Regions from separate parts of the Zea mays genome. Here regions 1 and 2 are each linked to region 3. The links are chromatin contacts, called in public Hi-C maps. All regions are on one chromosome and are shown on one strand. Each heading gives the region's core, a stretch centred on a gene start, on an enhancer-like site or on the middle of the called end of the contact. The rest is flanking DNA. Distances are from core to core; before and after follow the strand shown.

Evidence for each region. A called contact is a pair of places that touch in the nucleus more often than the background predicts.
Region 1: a Hi-C map of endosperm shows a contact between it and region 3, with 2.3 times the contacts expected there. The contact joins the promoter of LOC100283229 here to the promoter of LOC100272599 in region 3. A contact is called at or near these places in 2 of 25 Hi-C or Micro-C datasets (endosperm and tassel).
Region 2: a contact with region 3 is called in a Hi-C map of endosperm, with 2.4 times the contacts expected there. The contact joins the promoter of LOC100502414 here to the promoter of LOC100272599 in region 3. A contact is called at or near these places in 2 of 25 Hi-C or Micro-C datasets (ear and endosperm).

What each region holds. Positions count from the first base shown.
Region 1 is chr7:168,172,590-168,176,695 of Zm-B73-REFERENCE-NAM-5.0, forward strand. It overlaps LOC100283229 (Cupredoxin superfamily protein), which reads right to left and starts at 1,443. Exons shown (of 2, transcript NM_001156131.2): 1 at 1,201-1,443. The coding sequence starts at 1,363. LOC103633319 (a long non-coding RNA gene) reads right to left here and starts at 1,194. Exons shown (of 2, transcript XR_556456.2): 1 at 166-1,194. LOC103633320 (a long non-coding RNA gene) reads right to left here. Exons shown (of 2, transcript XR_556457.3): 2 at 3,675-4,106.
Region 2 is chr7:168,267,340-168,271,344 of Zm-B73-REFERENCE-NAM-5.0, forward strand. It overlaps LOC100502414, which reads right to left and starts at 2,304. Exons shown (of 13, transcript NM_001323959.1): 1 at 1,493-2,304; 2 at 1,257-1,411; 3 at 849-1,170; 4 at 344-752; 5 at 156-210. The coding sequence starts at 1,979.
Region 3 is chr7:168,848,397-168,852,123 of Zm-B73-REFERENCE-NAM-5.0, forward strand. LOC100272599 (Serine/threonine-protein kinase WNK2) reads left to right here and starts at 1,841. Exons shown (of 7, transcript NM_001147062.2): 1 at 1,841-2,027; 2 at 2,140-2,177; 3 at 2,276-2,503; 4 at 2,673-2,893; 5 at 3,002-3,159; 6 at 3,264-3,696. The coding sequence starts at 1,947.

The DNA.
Region 1 (4,106 bases), core at 193-2,692, 680 kb before region 3:
GCACATCTATGCTAAAATATTATATTTGTCATATAATCTAGATGTTCCCGGAACATTCCTATGTACGTGCCCTTGGAATAAATTAGGAATAATTTTGAGATGTTAGAGATTTAAACTCAATCAATTTTATTAGATCCACGTTGTTTGAGATTAAAACGAACATACCTTAGATCATTAATTTCATTGGCGGTACCCCTTCCGGCGGCAGCATAGAATTTGCGAGGGCTACTGGAGTACTACTTGTGCAATGTGCTGCCACTACGGCGGCCGTACGGGAGCAAGTAATTAGCTAAGCGCCGCACAGGCCGGCGCGGCGCTGTAATAAATGAGTCCTCGCCCCGGTTTCCCATTCACGCGTAAAGAGAAAGAGGCCACGGGTACACGTAGCGTGCCAGGCAGAGGCAGCCACCGCTCGTTGCTCGCCGTTCGCCGTGCCGCACGAAGGTCACGTAGCGTGGCCACCCATTTTCGGGTGCTTTGCCATTCACGTGTAAAGAGAAAGAGGCCACAGGTGAAGGCCAAGGGTTTGTGGATAGCGCGACGCGGACGGCGGCGAATGGGGGTGCCATCGGTTCGGTGGTGCCGCACCACACGAAGGCACCAAATTAAAATGGAGGTGCGCGGCCTTTTGCTGCTGGACGCGCGCGAGTTCTCGCTCCGAATTAGGGCGTCCGGATTCTAGCAGTAGCAGGTAGTAGGGGAGTAGCAGTACTGGCGCTACCTGAAGCCCGAAACTGACTGACAGACAAAACAACTCGAGAGGGTCAGAGGGTGGTGGAGTGGAGAGCCGGATATTGGACATGGCTGCCTCAGACAGAGGATGAAAGCGAAATTACTCTGTACAGTACGGGTCTTCATATCGCTACAACCATGTGTCGTGCCGGCCCGACTGCCACTAGTGCACCACCGATTTGTGCACTCGTAGTCTCGTACACCGGGAGGAATGGATACGGTCCCTCCCTCCGGCCTAGGTTCTACAGTTCTCGACTAGGGATTTTTCCCAGAATTTCGGTAGGTAAGTCGAAAGTGCCTCCAGTTCAAAGTTCTCGGTTCTCCTAGCGGAGTTATGAAGGAAAAAAGAAATCTAACTTAAGGAGTGATTGCGGCTCGATCAGCACACACCCACGTCCGACTCCGACGCACAGAAGAGAGCGCGAGTGACTGAAGAGCGAGACGGACAGGGGGAGGGATGGGACGCACCAACAGTGTCGCCGATGACGATCTGCTTGGAGCTGGCCCAGGCGGCGTAGTCGGGGTTGCCCATGACGGTCCACCCAATCGTGCCGCCCACCTCGTACACGGCCGCCGACGCCACGCCCGCCCACATCACCAGCAGCAGCAGCGCCGCGCCACCGCCGCCCATGGCTCCGGCCGAGATAGATAGAGCGGCAGCGAAGGGACGAGACGCGCGGTAGGCAGCAGTACCGTAGGAGAGCGATGGCAGTGTGCAGTACTGAGTGGCTGGCTGGCTGGCTGGCTGACCAACCGGCCGGTTAAATCAAAAGCTCCGCGGCTTTCCAGCCCCGCCCGCGGCGAGGTTCCCGGAAATGCCCCCCTGCGTCCAGCCTTCGATACGTATGGCTTGGCCTGGTGTGCCCGGGTTTTATGGACTTTCTCGTGGTCTTGTGCTTTCGCCTTTCGGGTCCGGTGGCCTGACCAGGGTCTCGTTCTCGTCTGCGCTGCCTGATACGGCGCGGGTCGGGTCACTGTCCACGGCACGCGACCACTCCTGGGTCCTGGCGGTGGCGGTTGCTACTGCTCGGCTGCTCGCTCCATCATCCGAACGAATCTGCACATGTGGTGCAGAAGCGCCATCCAAGGCCCAAGCACTCGCCCAGATTTTTTTTTGATCCCCTTGATCGTGTCGTACGCAGCCGTATGAGTCGAATCGGGGTGCTCCCGTAACCGCAGCTGATAAGATGTGCATGGCGACGAGCCTACGTCTGTCTAGCCATAGTCCCATCGACGAGCGGGACCCCGGAGTGTTCTCGCCGTCGACCGGAAGCGGGAAGCGTTTTCCACGTCGAGTAAAGTACACACGGACACGGCATAAGCGCCGGGACAGAAGCTTTCCAGTTTCCACCCGGGTGTCCCAACTCCCAACGCTTTTAGCGTGTGTGCATACGTGTGGTCGGCGGTGAGGCACTGACGACTAACTGACTCCATATCTGCACTGTTCATAGAATGAAGTTCACAACCGCAGCAGGTAGTACTTGAGAGTCCATATACACACATCACACATACATACAGGTCGCTTGGCACAACCGCACAACGGAACAAACAGCCAAATGTCCTAAGGCCATATATGGATGGTCTTGTGTAGGGGTTTCCATTCATTCAGCTCCCAAACAAAAGCCCTCAGTGGAGTCCAGTGTCCAGTCCATTCTAGTCTATCTTGTCGTATCCTCCGTCACAGGACAACTACGACACGGCTCGAGAGTATTGATCTGATCGATGGCGGACGCTGACCGGTCGATCCAGCGATCCTACACGTCGCGCCCCGGTCATCCGGAGACGGGGGCGGCCAAACACAAGCGGAAGATGCACTGGACAAGCGTGTCGTTCGTGAACCGGGCTCGTGAGTTACTACTGACGGCTGACGATCGGCGTGACGACACCATGAGCTCAGGCCTCGCCGGACGCCGTGAGCCCGCGAGGCAAGCATCTGGCTGGCGGACGACGAGACGAGAGGGAAGGCCCAAAGGCCGGATCAATACATGTCTGGAGTCTGGACTGTTTGCTGGAACGGGAAAAAAAGCCCATCCTACTTCCACGCTCTATCGTTGTTGTTTGCTGCAACTTTTGGTGCAACCTCAGACAGTGTTGCCGTTGCCGTGTTCTCTTTCTACGTGATTGGTTGGTTGGCCGGCTGCATCTACCCGCGGCGTTCCGTTGATCTTGCGCAGCACCTATTTGGTTAACCGAAGAGAAGGGTGGCAGCATGTACCCGCACATGCAGCATAGGCTTTTTTTTTGGCTTGATTGTCTGCATGCACGGAAACACGCATATCCTGCGTATCCCGCGGTCCGGGCTAGCCAGAGACGGGCGCTGCGCACCCAGTCAACCAATCACAAGGTTTATGTGATGGTCGTAATACATGAATACATCCTCTCACGGCACCAGTCGTTGTGGAAGGATGCAATATTTCATTTTTTTTTGGTTTGAACAACACATGATATGCTAAATTTTCTTTTCAATAGGTTTTAGAGAAAAAAATATATCTGCTTATAAATAGTATTGAACTATGCTTAAAATTAAATTAATCGGATAAAGTAAATTACCTAAGCATACTATCATGGCTAGAGTATAAGAAGTGATTTAATTTTGGTAATTGTCGGTGCTCACGAATCTAATCTTATATAACATTGTTTAAAAAATATCTTGTAACGTTGTTTTATTCTCTCAGTAGTACTACTAGTATTCGATGAGTAGCAATCGAGGGAATATGACTTCATATAACGATGATGGTAATAAGAGAATAAAAAAGTTCTAAATGGATGGCCGCAGAAAAAAAAATCTACATAGTTTTGGATGGCTGTGAAGGACTTGTCGTAGTTTGGGTGAGAAGGGGTGAATTCTCTTGCGGAGAATTTTGGGGCTGAAGCTGAAGACAATAATCTTGCTCAGGGAGCAGACAACAGGCTCTGGCACGTGGGGCGTTGCGATCACTAGATGCAAGCAACTTGGCCCGACCTACTTCTCAGGCCTGGTATTCATAGGTTTCATTATTGGATATTTTCATCAGAGCTGACAGCTGAAAGGGGTGGCAAGACCGGTTCACAGGCTGTAGTGTGTGCAGGCGTGCAGCACTCACAGTCGTGGACCGTGGCCTCAAGACACCCTCTGCCCCTACCGGAACTAGGTAGGTTGTGTAATTTCACGTGCAAATGCAGTTACAAAACAGTCACGCCATATGTGCCGTGAGCTCACAATCGGACGCGTCGGCGCATCCGCCAGCAGTTTTAACGCGATTCGGGCCTGCTGGTCCGGCCCAACTACAGCCCACACTTTCCATAGCTCGTCGAGTCGCGGCTTGGGGTTCACTCGTCTCGTCTGAGAGCCGCCGTCTACTTTTACGCGTCTCCGCCGGCATCTAGCGCCGCGT
Region 2 (4,005 bases), core at 1,054-3,553, 580 kb before region 3:
AAAGATGAGGGAAAAGAAAGCCAGAAAAAGAAGCCAAAGAATAACAAAACACCAAGCAGCAATTGCGGCAAAAATTGTCGCTTTCACTCTATGCCCACAAAATTCGGCAAGACCAATTCAACCACAAACAGAGAGACAAGAAAGCATATACCCACCATGAGATCAATGGAAAACCTCTTGTCATGCCGAGCGCCATCCGATGCCAGCTCACTGCAGGGAAAAAGATATTTCACATAAATAAAGATCGTTCACATAAATTGTGAATATACTAATCAAATCAGCACAATCCAAAAACAATAATGGCTATCGTAACATCAATAATATAAAATTCAAAGTGGCCCACATCTTTGTCGTGGCAGTAGCTTCGCCGTTCCTGGCCTCGGAGCCCACCGGCTTTGCTTCAGCATCCGGCTTGACTGGAGGCTCTGGCAACGGCAACGGCAACGGCGACGGCGGCACAGCCTGGCTCTCCAACCTGTGATCTCGCCGATCTGATTCGTTGGGCCGGAGCTCTGAGTCTCTGTTTCTACCACGGTCCTCCGCCTTCTCTGACTCTCGTGAAGTCTCAGGTTGGGCAGCCGCAGGGGTGGTGCTGGTGCCGCTTTCTGCTGCTGCCGATGTTGCTGTTGTCTTCGCTTCTGATCTTGCCACAGGAGGTGACTCCGGGTTTGATGACGGCTCTGCCAACTCTGGTCTCGCCGGACGGCTATCTTCGTCGTAATTTACCAGCCGTGGTCTCTTCCTCTTTGGAGCTGCAAGATCCAGCGGGAGAGCCGATTAGACCCAAGAAAACAAAAATGCAAAAACAGCGAGGGAAAAAAGCCACAACCGCCAACAGGACTACGCACCTATGGTGGAAAGGGAGGTGGAATCCGACGGTCGGACGCCAGAAGACGAGGGGGCCGGCGAAGAGTTCCCAGACTTGGCCTCGGGCGCGTCCCTAGGCTCGAGTTTGTGGTTGCTCTCCTGCTTTTGCGGGCATGGGAACTGCCTGGTGAGCCCGAACAGCACCTCAGCGACCTCAATCTCCTCTTGGATAAAAGATGGAGACTTCGAAATCTTCGACGGCGGCGGTTGTGGCGGGGTTGTTGAAGGCGCTGGGGACATCGACGGTCGCTGCTTCGGCGCTGGTCCCAGACCACCGCTGCTCACACCGCCACCCAATGTTTTCTGATAGGCAAAGCCGAAGAGAGAAAAAAAAGTTAGCAAGCAAGAGCACCATGGAAAACGAGGGGCAAAGGCCTCTAGAAACCCACAAGCTTCTTCCGAGGAGCGGCAGTAGAGGCAGGCGCCGGAGAGATCGGCCGTGACGAAGGTCGTTGGATCTGCGAGCCATCTCCTACGCCGGAGCTGCCTCCACTGGTTCCACCGCCGGGGACAGGCCACTCGTGCGAAGAGCGTTTCGTAGAAGCTGCCAAGAGCACAAAAGCATAAGCAAAGATGAAACAGCCGGTGATGCCAAAAAAATCTGAGCGGTGGTAGGAGAGACTACCAGAGCGGGCTTTCCTCGGGACAGGCACGCCGATCATCTCGTCAACAGCCTTGACCACCATGGGGCTTTTCGGATGTGAGACGCCGCCCTTCCGCTGTATCTGATGCTGCTGGCCGTGGTGGTGGTTGTGGTAACCGCCGCCGCCGCTGCTACTACTGCTGTGGTGGTGGCCACCGCCGGGCTGCGGCGGCGAGGGCGGTGGCGGCGCCGTGCTCGGCGACCGCCGCTGCTGCTGGTACCGCGGCGCGAGCTCCTCCTCGGCGTCTTCGTCGTCGTCGCCGAGGCTGTCGTCGGAGGTGTCGTCGGCGTCGTCCCTCCCGGCGCCGGCGCCGCCGCCGTTGAGCATGAGGCGCTCGCCACGTCGGCGCTCGGAGCGCGGCGAGTCTCTGGGGCCCCCTCCGCCGTTGCTCCTGAGGCGCCTTCTCGGAGGCGGCGGCCCGGCTCCGCCGGACACCCCGCTCCTCCTGCCGTCCCGGATCCTGTCCATCTCAGATCTGAGACATGCGGCGCCGATCCCCGGCAAATCACCGCCGCCTCGCCGGATTCCGACGAGCGCCGCCGCCGCCCTGTAGATCCGGGGTGCAGCGCCTCGGTAATTCTGGCGAATCTAGCAGCGCGGCCAAGGATTAGGCGGAGGAGAGCTCCTCGGCTCTCGTCGCTCTTCCTCCCTATCTCTCTTTCTACTACTGCTTGGCGCTCCCCTCGCTTCTCTTCTGCGGTGCAAGGCTCCGCCCTGCCCTTCACCACGCCAGCCTCTCTTTTCCGGCAGCGTGCCGCTTGCCCCCTTCTCGCTCTTTGGTCTGAGCGTCGTCTGGCCGTTTCCCTCCCCGTCGGGTTCCCTTTCTAGGCGCCCGCCTCGCCTCATCTTCTTTTTGTCGCTGCGCACCCCCGCATCGGACGGTCCAGATCCGCGCGCCTACCGATCCTGCATCCGACAGCGCCGGCGACGAGGGCGCCACCGTAGCGCGGCCCGCCACCGTCGGATCCTTACCGGGCCCACACTGACGCTCAATAAAATCTCTCCCTCTGCCTCTTCCTTACGGCTCAAGCATGGGCCGCCACTGACACGTGTCGGTTTCGGGTAGCCGGGAAAAATCTAATCGTCCACCGGTGGTAGGAGGTGGGTGGGGGACGGGCCGGGGAAGAAGGCACCATTAGCCTATTCATTCAATTATAAATTGATTATAACCAGCTGAGTAATGAGAAAAAATGATTTTAATATAGATGGGTTGTCCGCTTTTGGCGGGCCCCACCTGCGCGGAATGGACCTGATCTGGACACTGCACGGGGTGTTTCACCCCGGTGCTGATGTGGCACGCCCTCGCACCGGTTGCTCGGGTGTTGCCGCGGTTGTCTGGTGGGTTATGTGGTGGGCAAACTACTGACTTGTAATGGAATGAAGAAAAATGGCTACAGCAATTTTCACATATTTACGTTAAATTACTTATACACGGAAAAGGGGCGTTAAGAAAGTGCAAGCGCGTGCGCCAAACAGTCTGAGACGTCAGTTTCCAAAAAGGAACCACACGTTGGCTGGCGATTTGGGATGAGATTATCCACGTATAGATATTCATATTTGCAACACTCTCCTTGCTGTAATGCTGTTCCTAGACCGAATCCAATTTTAAGATCAATGAATACAATTAATCCTCTAAAAGTCCTGTAGAATAAAAATGATGGGAAATATTGATATATTTTATTAAAAACTTCTTTAAACCTAATGGAAAAATAAGGAGAAAGTGATCCAACATGTAATGATTATTGCCTTATTGTAAACTCGTATGAGAACTCATAGATGTTTTAGAGGACAATACATATATTGGTAACTCCTTTGAAACTATTGTAAATGAATGAAAAACGAGATTTGGGATAGAAGTGACAGCCGCAGGGAATTTATATTTATATACAAGTGAAGGGGTGCAAGCCAATAGGTGTGTCTCTTAGCGAGATAATTGTCGCACCCCTTTGGATTGATCACACATATGTCACATTTTTCTAGCACTCTCCCTTGATCAATTCCAACTTCATTTGACATCCGTCAATTGTTCTTTCAGTATATTATTCTCCTTAAAAACCCTATAGGAAAAATAAGGTGTACATCATGCTTTTGGATTATGAGTAAAACTCATACTGACTTCCAAAAGAAAATATGTCTGTAATCAGCATTCCTAAAACCCCCATGGAGTAAAATAAATGATGAAGCATAAAGCTTAGTTGATATTACCTCGTTAAAAACTTTGGATGAGAAAACCTCAGCAAGGTAAAACTCATACTGTCGGTGTTTGGGACCCGACCGCGCACCCGGGTTATCCCTCGAGGTGCTTTTGGGTAGGACGGTGTTACCAACTGTAGCTCGATGGTTCGTATTGGGCGCACGAGGGACGATAGACAATTTTATACAGGTTCGGGCCGCTTAGAGATGCGTAACACCCTACTTCCTTGTGTGGCTCTTTATGTGGTGGATTACAGGGGAGTTCTCTAGCATGAAGGATGCTAGAGAATTGATTAGATGG
Region 3 (3,727 bases), core at 591-3,090:
CAAGGTGCTTGATTTTTTTTTTGGACAAAATATACATACAGATCAGGTCTCTACATCTCTCTTCACCATGCATGCATGTAATTGTGATTAGCCTATCACGTTTCAATGATTGATTGGAGGTATCAACCAAAAAGAATCTAAGAAAAAGGGCAAGTTGTAGAACATGGGTCATGGCCTACCCATAGGGGTAATGCTAGTATTTGTCTATTTTTCTTTTCTTTTCTTTATGGATATGAATGGACCACGCCGTGGCACCCCACATGGCCCAAATGTATTTGCTTGGGGAAGCATAGCATTTAGTTGTGTTTCACCATCACAAGGAGCAGGCGAACTAGGGGGGCCTCTCCAACTCAGCACCAGACAAGTTTTTCCTTTGTTTTCTCTCCATCTTGAGCAGATTTTGTACGCAAAGGACAAAGAATCAACAAGAAAAAGTTTCATGATATTAAATGGTTTTTTAATATAACTTTCCTTTAGACCACCGTTCTCGAAAAGTTTGGCCCATAAAATAAAAACTGGTTCGATAGTTTTTCCTACATATTTAAGTCACTGTTGTGTTAGAGTGAGCCGTGTTTTAAATAGCGAACTATTAAAATTGTAGATGATAGCTTTAACCGTTGCCACAACACTATTTAACTAAATAGGAGGCTATAGCGAACGTGAAGTAGATATCTAGGCTAAGAGTATCTCCAGGAGACTAGCCAATAATTCGTTAAATCTAAATTTTAGCTACTTAATAGTGAAATAATTTTTCAACAGACTAGTCATCTAACTCATCAAGCCATCCGGCTCTCCAAATTGACTTCCACTCTATCCAAATTTGCCTAGCCAAGCTAACTTACATGTTTAATAATCTGTTGGAGTGAAATACTACATATAAAATTTAATCTTTAGGTCGTCTTAAAAAGACTAGCCAAATAGCTTGCAAGCCAAATTTTAGCTACCCAACAACGAAATAACTCTCCAACAGACTAGCCATCTGACTCGTTAGACTATCCGACTGTCAAAATTGGCTCTCTCACTAGCCAAACTAGGCTAGCCAAACTAGATAGTTTGTTATAGTGACATGCCCTCATAGATATGCAAATAGAGAGTCAAATAGAAAGTAAAAAATTGAGAGTCGATTGGAGATATTCTTAATGCTATGCCCGCTTTTTTTTTAAAAAAACACCAAGAACCGTTTTCTCATGAATTTATTGCGACCAAATAAAATAAATTCACCTTGAACCTTCAACTTCAATGCAAATGAAGTTATCACGTGCTCACTCTATTCTAGTTTTATAAATCAATTTTTTTGAAACTATTTATCATTTTCACGACCTTATTATTGTGCATCATATTTCTTAGGCTGTCTGCAGCAAATCGAGCATATGATCGTGTAAAATATTGTCCTACACTATAAACTGTCTTATTTATAGTTTTAAATAGAAGATATGACGTGACAGCCTTATGTTTATATATATAATAGTTGGCTTAAAGCGACTAACATCGTTTGATTATTGTTAAGAGTAATTGCAGCTAAGTAGACCATGCCAGAATTGAATAATCATTCAACTGATAACCTACCATCATATCTAGAATCCCATGCTCCCTACCGGCAATATCGGGATTTTAAAATACAGTCAAGTAAATCTGAGTAAAAAAAATCGGTAAAATCACCTGCCTTTTCGGTGGAATCTCACGCGCATCGTTCAATCAGCCTTTCCTTTGCCTCATGTGGTCATGCTCTTCATCCCCATATGCATCCTCTCTCTCTCCCCACACCATGTGTGTGCCCAGATTCCCCTAAATAGGTGTCTCGCCTCTGGCATCAGTCCCCTCTTCCCCTTCCTTCTCCTCGGTCCCTATCCGCTGCTGCGAACAGCAGAAGCTGCGGCACGGAGGTGCGCTCTTCCCGGCGGTGGAGTTGCAGCTGCAGGGGGAAGAAGCGAGCTAGAGCTGCAGGGATGATAAGCGCCAAGTCCAACGCCGCCGTGTACCCGTGCCCGGAGTATGCGGAGGTCGACCCCACCGGCCGGTACGGACGGGTATGGAATCGCCGCTACCACTGGAGCTCCTCCTATGGCGCCGTCTTTTGACCCGTCTGCTCAACAATCCCCTGATCCGTTTCCCTGCATCTTTCCTCTTTCTTTATCGCAGTTCAGCGACGTTCTTGGCAAGGGCGCGTCCAAGATTGTGTAAGATCCGGCGCTGTTCTCGCCAAAGCTGCGTGCTTTCATTTCTCTTGCCGTCCGAGTTGAGTCCCTGATCCGAGGTGCGTGTGCGGGGACTGCAGGTACAAGGCGTTCGACGAGTACCAGGGGATGGAAGTGGCGTGGAACCAGGTGAAGCTGCACGACTTCCTGCAGAGCCCCGAGGACCTGGAGCGGCTCTACTGCGAGATCCACCTCCTCAAGACGCTCAAGCACCGCAACATCATGAAGTTCTACACCTCCTGGGTCGACGTCTCCCGCCGCAACATCAACTTCATCACTGAGATGTTCACCTCCGGCACCCTCCGCCAGTAAGCGACCAACCTGCTCCGTACCTGTAGCGCCTAAAAGTTGTTGCCTTTTCATGTCCGGCTGCAGAGAATCCCCTTTTCCTGGCCAGTCGCGAAAGTTTTTTTCCCCTCTGTGCTTGATTGCTTCTTGGACTGATTGATTGTGGTTACGCGTCTGGTGGTGATCTAGGTACAGGCAGAAACACCGGAGGGTGAACATGTGGGCGGTGAAGCACTGGTGCCGGCAAATCCTCAGCGGCCTGCTGTACCTCCACAGCCACAATCCGCCCATCATCCACCGGGACCTCAAGTGTGACAACATCTTCGTGAACGGCAACCAGGGCGAGGTCAAGATTGGCGACCTCGGCCTCGCCGCCATCCTCCGCAAGTCCCACGCTGTCCACTGCGTGGGTAAGCCATCTGATTAGCTCACTAGCCCGAAATTATGTTGTTTGATCACAACTGGCAATAGCTACTCGGTAATTTAATGGGGCTAGATGTGTCGGATTGGTTGGATAGGTACACCGGAGTTCATGGCACCGGAGGTGTATGAAGAGGAGTACAACGAGCTGGTGGACATCTACTCGTTTGGAATGTGCGTGCTCGAGATGGTCACCTTTGAGTACCCGTACAGCGAGTGTACGCACCCGGTCCAGATCTACAAGAAAGTGATCTCTGTAAGAAGATCCCTGGACCCTATGAGCCATTTGGCAGCAATTGTGATTCTGGTGTGCAGTCTGAAATGATTTTCGTGATTTCAGCTACCTGTTTGATTTGGTAGGGTACTAAGCCAGAAGCTCTGTACAAGGTGAAAGATCCAATGCTGAGGCGCTTTGTCGAGAAGTGCCTAGTATCGTCATCTCAGAGACTGTCAGCAAGAGAACTGCTTGAGGATCCCTTCCTACAGGGCGATGACGTGGCTGTTTCTTTGGATGGTGGAGATTATCATGTACCGACCAAGTACGTACGGCAGCCTTCATATCTAGGGCATACCTATAGCAATGGCTCCATGGTGAGTAATGGATTCTCAGAAAGCATGGATGAGGACGCTCTGAGTGAAGACTGCGAGGATGATGACATGAAAGGCCAAGATGGCATTGACCTGTTCAACGAGAATGAGGATGAACCTCTTGGCAATGTGGACATAACAATCAAAGGGAGAAAGAGTGAGGATGGAGGCATATTCCTCAGATTGCGGATTTCTGATAATGATGGTATGCACAATTTGTAACGCATAAACATCTG